Linked DNA regions of Mus musculus: region 2 is linked to region 1. The links are chromatin contacts, called in public Hi-C maps. All regions are on one chromosome and are shown on one strand. The core of a region is the stretch at or near the end of the contact, and the rest is flanking DNA. Distances in the headings are between cores, read along the strand shown. Region 1 has its middle 90 kb from the start of Gm40255. Region 2 has its middle 59 kb from the start of Gm40256.

Evidence for each region. A called contact is a pair of places that touch in the nucleus more often than the background predicts.
Region 2: a contact with region 1 is called in a Hi-C map of cerebral cortex, with 4 times the contacts expected there. The contact joins two enhancer-like sites. A contact is called at or near these places in 2 of 484 Hi-C or Micro-C datasets (cerebral cortex and cortical neurons) and 1 of 115 datasets of contacts at active chromatin or transcription factors (neural progenitor cells).

What each region holds. Positions count from the first base shown.
Region 1 is chr4:127,706,907-127,709,606 of GRCm38.p6, reverse strand. No RefSeq gene overlaps it. Among named protein-coding and RNA genes, the nearest start is that of Gm40255, 90 kb to the right of the region's middle. Within about 2 kb of position 1,331, at least 9 of the 459 cell types and tissues checked have an H3K27ac peak or open chromatin away from gene starts, as enhancers often do. A contact at or near this core is called in cerebral cortex, where this site is marked.
Region 2 is chr4:127,853,977-127,856,676 of GRCm38.p6, reverse strand. No RefSeq gene overlaps it. Among named protein-coding and RNA genes, the nearest start is that of Gm40256, 59 kb to the left of the region's middle. Within about 2 kb of position 1,441, at least 3 of the 459 cell types and tissues checked have an H3K27ac peak or open chromatin away from gene starts, as enhancers often do. A contact at or near this core is called in cerebral cortex, where this site is marked.

The DNA.
Region 1 (2,700 bases), core at 82-2,581:
TCTCTGTCATTATTCCCCTGGAAAGAGCGGTGGGTGGATTTCAATAAATGTAAATAATAATTTAAAAAACTGGACCTGTGACCCTTGGCCAGAAACAAGTGGTGGCCCTGTCAGTACTGCTGCAGTCCCTGGGACTCTGGGAGGACTGTGACACTGACATGGCTTTCTGTCTCTAACTCTCAAGGAAAACAAAATGCTCTCCAGTCTTCTCTGTCCCCATAACTTTCCCAACTGGTCCAATATTGCCTGTCCCTCAGAAGGGCTTTCCCACAATGCTGTAGGCCTTTTCACACTTCAATCCATCCCTTTAAATTAGGATCTGAGGCAAAGAGAGCAAGTGCCATTCAGGTGACTTTCCAGCCACTGTGAAGGCAGAGGCACAACACAAGCTAAAGCCAGAAGAGGAAACGTCAGACTGCACCAGAAGCCACAGCTCACTGTGGGCTCGGTCACCACTCGTGTTCCAACCCATATCCCATGGTTCCTTTCAGGGCTGAGGACTGGCAGTGGCTGATACAGGAGAGCAGGGGTAAGGGACTAGTCAGGCTGCTAACTGGGGTGCTGATCTGCAGCTCAGATCACAAGTCACACACATCTGAACAACAGCGACCCCTCTTACAGGTGTTGAGTGTATGGCGACAGATGTGGGAATAAGGATGAAATAGAAGAAGAAATAGCTACACTGTTTCAGCAAACACTGAAGAGAGTTCTGTCCCGTACAGTCATGGTTAAGGACTTCAGCTGTGGAGTTAGATGGACCCAGGTTTCCAAACTAGCCCAGGTATTTACCAACACATCAGACTCAGCTTTAAGATATGCACATCACAAAGGATAACAGTGTCTACGTGGAGAGTTTATAAGGCTTGTGTAAGTTAATAAATTCCAAGTCCCTAGAAGAGTGATTGTAATATAGAGGGCAGCAGACAAGGCAGTTGCTGTCAGTAGTGGATCAGAGAGGAACTGAAGCAACCCAGGCATGGTGACTGAAGTAGGGTAGGAAGGAGGGAATTGTACTTCTGTGCTCCTCTGAGCCCCCAGGGGCTCATTCCTCAGATGCAACAGACCGCAGGTCCCCCTCATCCCACTCACCCAAGAGGATGTGGCTCCAAATACACTTCTCAGGCAGAAATGCAGATGCCTGGTGAGTATTTGGGGATAGTGGTTGGAGGTGAGAGGTGGGTGGTAGGTAGCTGAGCCAGGCAGCAAGTGGCTGAGTCTGTGTTTGGGCATCTGTCATCACTGGTCATCTTAGGATGGAAGCACACACCAGGCCCAGGGACTCAAGGGCAGCCTTCGCCAAACAGAGAACATTCCAGTTAGATGTGAGAAGATAAGTGGGCGTTTTGTGAGATTCTGTAGGGAACCAGTCACATAAATGTCATTTCTACCACACTGCTTGAAATAGCTCACATAACTTTCTAGAACACTGCTTCATGCATTTAAAAGTTGAGTTTCATTATTGTGTTGCTAGAATCTAGCCTGCTAAGAAAACCACAGACGAGTGAACAGTGAGATGTGCTGGACACAGTCCCATTGGTGAGGATACCTGGAGGCTGGCTCTATAAACTTCCCCCCAGACTCTATCAAAAATGAACCCCCAGACACCCATCTGGTTACAGTTGACACATAACTGCTAGCTCATTTAACCCTCAAAAACACCCTCTGAAGTGTGTATAAGTATCCCCATGTTACACACAAGGCAATGATGGTCTTCAATGTATCTGCCTAAAGAATATAAAAACCCTGCTCCGGGCCTCTGGATAGAGTTGTAAAGAATGAGACACACCTCTTCAGCCAGGCTACTCTCAACCTTCAAGGCTGAGATGCAGCAAGTGAAGTTTAGTGCTACCGTGGACATATACAAAGGGATGCAAAAGGCTCTACTTGGGGGTGGGGGGCATCTTAAGATCTCAGAATTTCTTCTACCTGGAAGACAGACCAAGATCCCTAAAGATGGTCATGTGTTGCTTAACCAGGTTGCCACCTGATTGCTTAGTCAAGCCACGGTCCGTGGCTGTTCGGGTACTCAATTGGTGTGATTTAAGTTTAGGATCAGTTGACTGATAAGAAGCAAATTACCCAAGAATCCGGCTATGCCATGGCGCTGTGACTGGTTGAAAGGCCTTAGGGACAGAGCTGAGACTTCTCTGAGAAGAGCAAGAGCCCATTTATGAGCAATAGCTTCACAGAGCTGAGAGCTCTGGCCTAGCCTTCCCGACTGTTCAGGCTGAGGGCTTTGGTCATGCCTTGCCAACCACACCATTATGTCAGCCAGTCCCTGCCAGGAAATCTACTCCTGTTTCTGCTTTCCCTGGCAAATGCTGATGGGTGCACCCTTGTTCCTGGCATCAACTCTGACTTGAAACCTTTTAATATTCCCACTGGGCCCTTGTTCTGAGCCCTCTCCCTTTCATCTTGCTAGAGGGTCTGATGTTGGTCATTCTCAGTCCCAGACTTCCTGGCCATGATTATGGGTAAAAGTCTAGGGGCCATTAGAGAAAACAGAAACCCTGCAGTTTGCTGGAACTCAAGAATCATGTCTTATGCTGGTGATTACAGGGCTGGCTGTTTCCCCTTCCTCCCTGCCTGGATTCTAGAAAAGAGACATGCCTTGCCTTATGGTGAACCAAAATCAGCTTTAATGGGGCTTTCTAGTTATGTCAACGGCACAGAAAATGCTACCATTTGGATAGAAAATGT
Region 2 (2,700 bases), core at 192-2,691, 150 kb before region 1:
CAATTTCTCAATGGAGACTCTTTTTCCAGATAATTCTAGGCTGTTTGAAAGTGGCGATTAAAGCTAACCAGGACAGACCCTTTGAGGCACCACATCAGTACTATAGACTTCACCCCTTCAAAACTGCCAATGTCAGCAGTGTTTGTTGTAGCCAGCCAGGACCCTCAAAAAGATAAGTTACTGAGGGAGAGGTGTCATCTCCATCTTCAGACGCATCAACCTGTTACAGGTCTCTCTTTCTATAATGACCGGTAATTCTCATGAGAGAACAAAGGAAATAAAAACGGGAGAGTTTTAGTCCTTAGAGAAACTGACCACCTTAATGTGTGCCCCAATAAACTGATGCCCAGAGAGAGCTGCTGCATGCCCTCATGCCCTAGAGTCAGCTTCCAGCTCCCCTCATCCCCCAGACAAGTGCATTTCTTGCTGTCCTCTCCAGCCTCCTCCTCATCTCTCAGCATGACAGGCAGGAACAACTGGAGTCCTGTGCCCCTGATGAGTTCCCCTTCTTTTACATATCCCAGCAGCTTGGGCTACTTTCTGCTTGGCTGAGGCATAGGATCTCCTAAAGATTAACCTTTAACCCCCCACACATGTGCTCTGTTCTGGCAAGATGTCAAACCTCCCAGCTTCTCACACAGTTAAGGCCATATTTACCATGTGGCCTCTGGCGCCAAACCAGGGTTCAAGTCTTACATCTGCCACTGCCTTGCTGTGTGCTGATGAGCAATTACTTGTCTGTGTCATGTCTCTATTTCATCTGTAGATGAGTCAGTTGTGTTTGACATTAAGGTGAAGCAGTTAGCTCAGTGGTAGGTAACTGTGACTCCATCCCAAGTTCTCTGTCATTATTCAAACCACCTTATCTGAGCCAACAGCTGTCCCTATGGGGACATGGATGCAGGTTACCATCTGCACAAGGAATGGTCCCTGGCATTAGTAAAAAGGGCAACTGTCATGGTGCCCAATGATGCTTCCAGCAAACCCATCCAAAGAATCTGTTGCTGCTGGGTTGGAGTCATCTGCTAGGATTGATCCTCTGGGCTCACACCTCAGCTCTTCTGCTTCCTTAATGCCACTCTCCTTCTCCTACATTTGACTCAGTTTCTTTATTAGCGAACAGCAGCTGCGACAGCCACCAAGCCCTGTGTGAGAATTCCATAACGGATGTGAAGCATGGTGCCTGCCGTTCACTATGTCATTGTTAGTGGCGATGTTAGCTGATATTTATTGAGTACTAAGTGTGTGCCAGGCACTGATTTAAGTGCTTTCAGATATATTAATTCATTTAATCTTCAGAGCCACCCTATAAAATAGACACAAGTTTCCCTCTTTTACTGTTGCAAACGCTAAAAAAGCCTGGAGAAGTTCAAGGAGACTTGCTGGTGACTCAGAGTGGCAGCTGGGGGCTGCCACACACCATCTCAGGGGTGTTGCATGCTGTGGGCTGTAGTAGTGGCTGCAGAAGTTCTCAGTGTGTTGGAGTTTGTGATGTATCTCAACAAGGCACGAGACCATCTGGAGCCATCTTTCCCCAAACAGACAAGGCCAGCATTTGGGATACAGATTCAGCATGTGTAGGAGGGAAGAGGGAAAGAAAATGACCCTTAGTAGACATGGGGCTGCTAAATGTACCATGCTGTAGCCATTGACCACACTCCCAGGCTGGCGGCCAGGGGCACAGATGTTGGCACCATCTCCTAGGAGTGTCTGGCAGAAGGAATCTGCTATTGAAAATTGCAATGACCTAAACTGTTGTTAGGAGGAAAGGAATGGGCAGTGCAGGGGCCACAGTGAAGTCTTGGGTGCTATGGTACAGCCTGGACTCTATGGTCTAGCCTCTAACCCATAGAGTAAACACAAAGCTCCCTGAGCTTGCCAGAATTATCTAGGCTTGTCTTGATCTCCAATCCATCCGCAGTCACAAACAATCACACATCTCCCAGCTTCTCCTGAAATGAAGTCCATCCATCTCTCTAGCCCTGAGCTTTCTGGGAGCTTCGCCAACTGAGTTCTCTATGCTGACTGCTGAACTCGCTCTGAGAAGCCCAGAAACCAACCAGACCACTGTGTACTTGTCCTAGTCAGACCCTTGACAAGGAGGCAGGCCCTGCTTCTGTTATTACCCCAATTCCTACCAAGTTGTTAAGGATCCAGCGCATGGTAGGTGTCAAGATAACCACAGTGCCTGCCACACAGTGGTTGTCAAGGTTCCATCATGCTAAGCACACAGCATAAGTCAAGATGGCCTCATGTGCAACATACAGAAGGAACTTAATACATGCATTGCATATTTGTAGGGTAGAACTCTTATAGAAGATACTCAACAGGTCAGGAAGTAGAAAGTAACAATTTGTAAATCAGTAACAGGTAAGTTCATGGCAAAGTGATGTCAGCAGCAACAGCAGCAAGTGGGCCAAAAATAAGATCATCCTCAAGGGAGGTACTCAACCCTCTAGCCCTGGTGTTTGATACCCACTGTTCACAGGCCCAGCAGAGATCCACAATAAGCACAGAGCCCAGGACTCAAGTCTTCCCTGACTAGTCAAACAGCTCTCTGTACTTGAGTCAGACAGCTCTTGCTCTGCTAGGGAGAAGTGCTGAAGACTCTGGGGGCCAGCTTAGGACTCCAGAGAGCATGCAGGGAATTCTTGAGAGCAGAGTCATAAGCCAGCAAGCCAACCCTCTTTACCTACATCC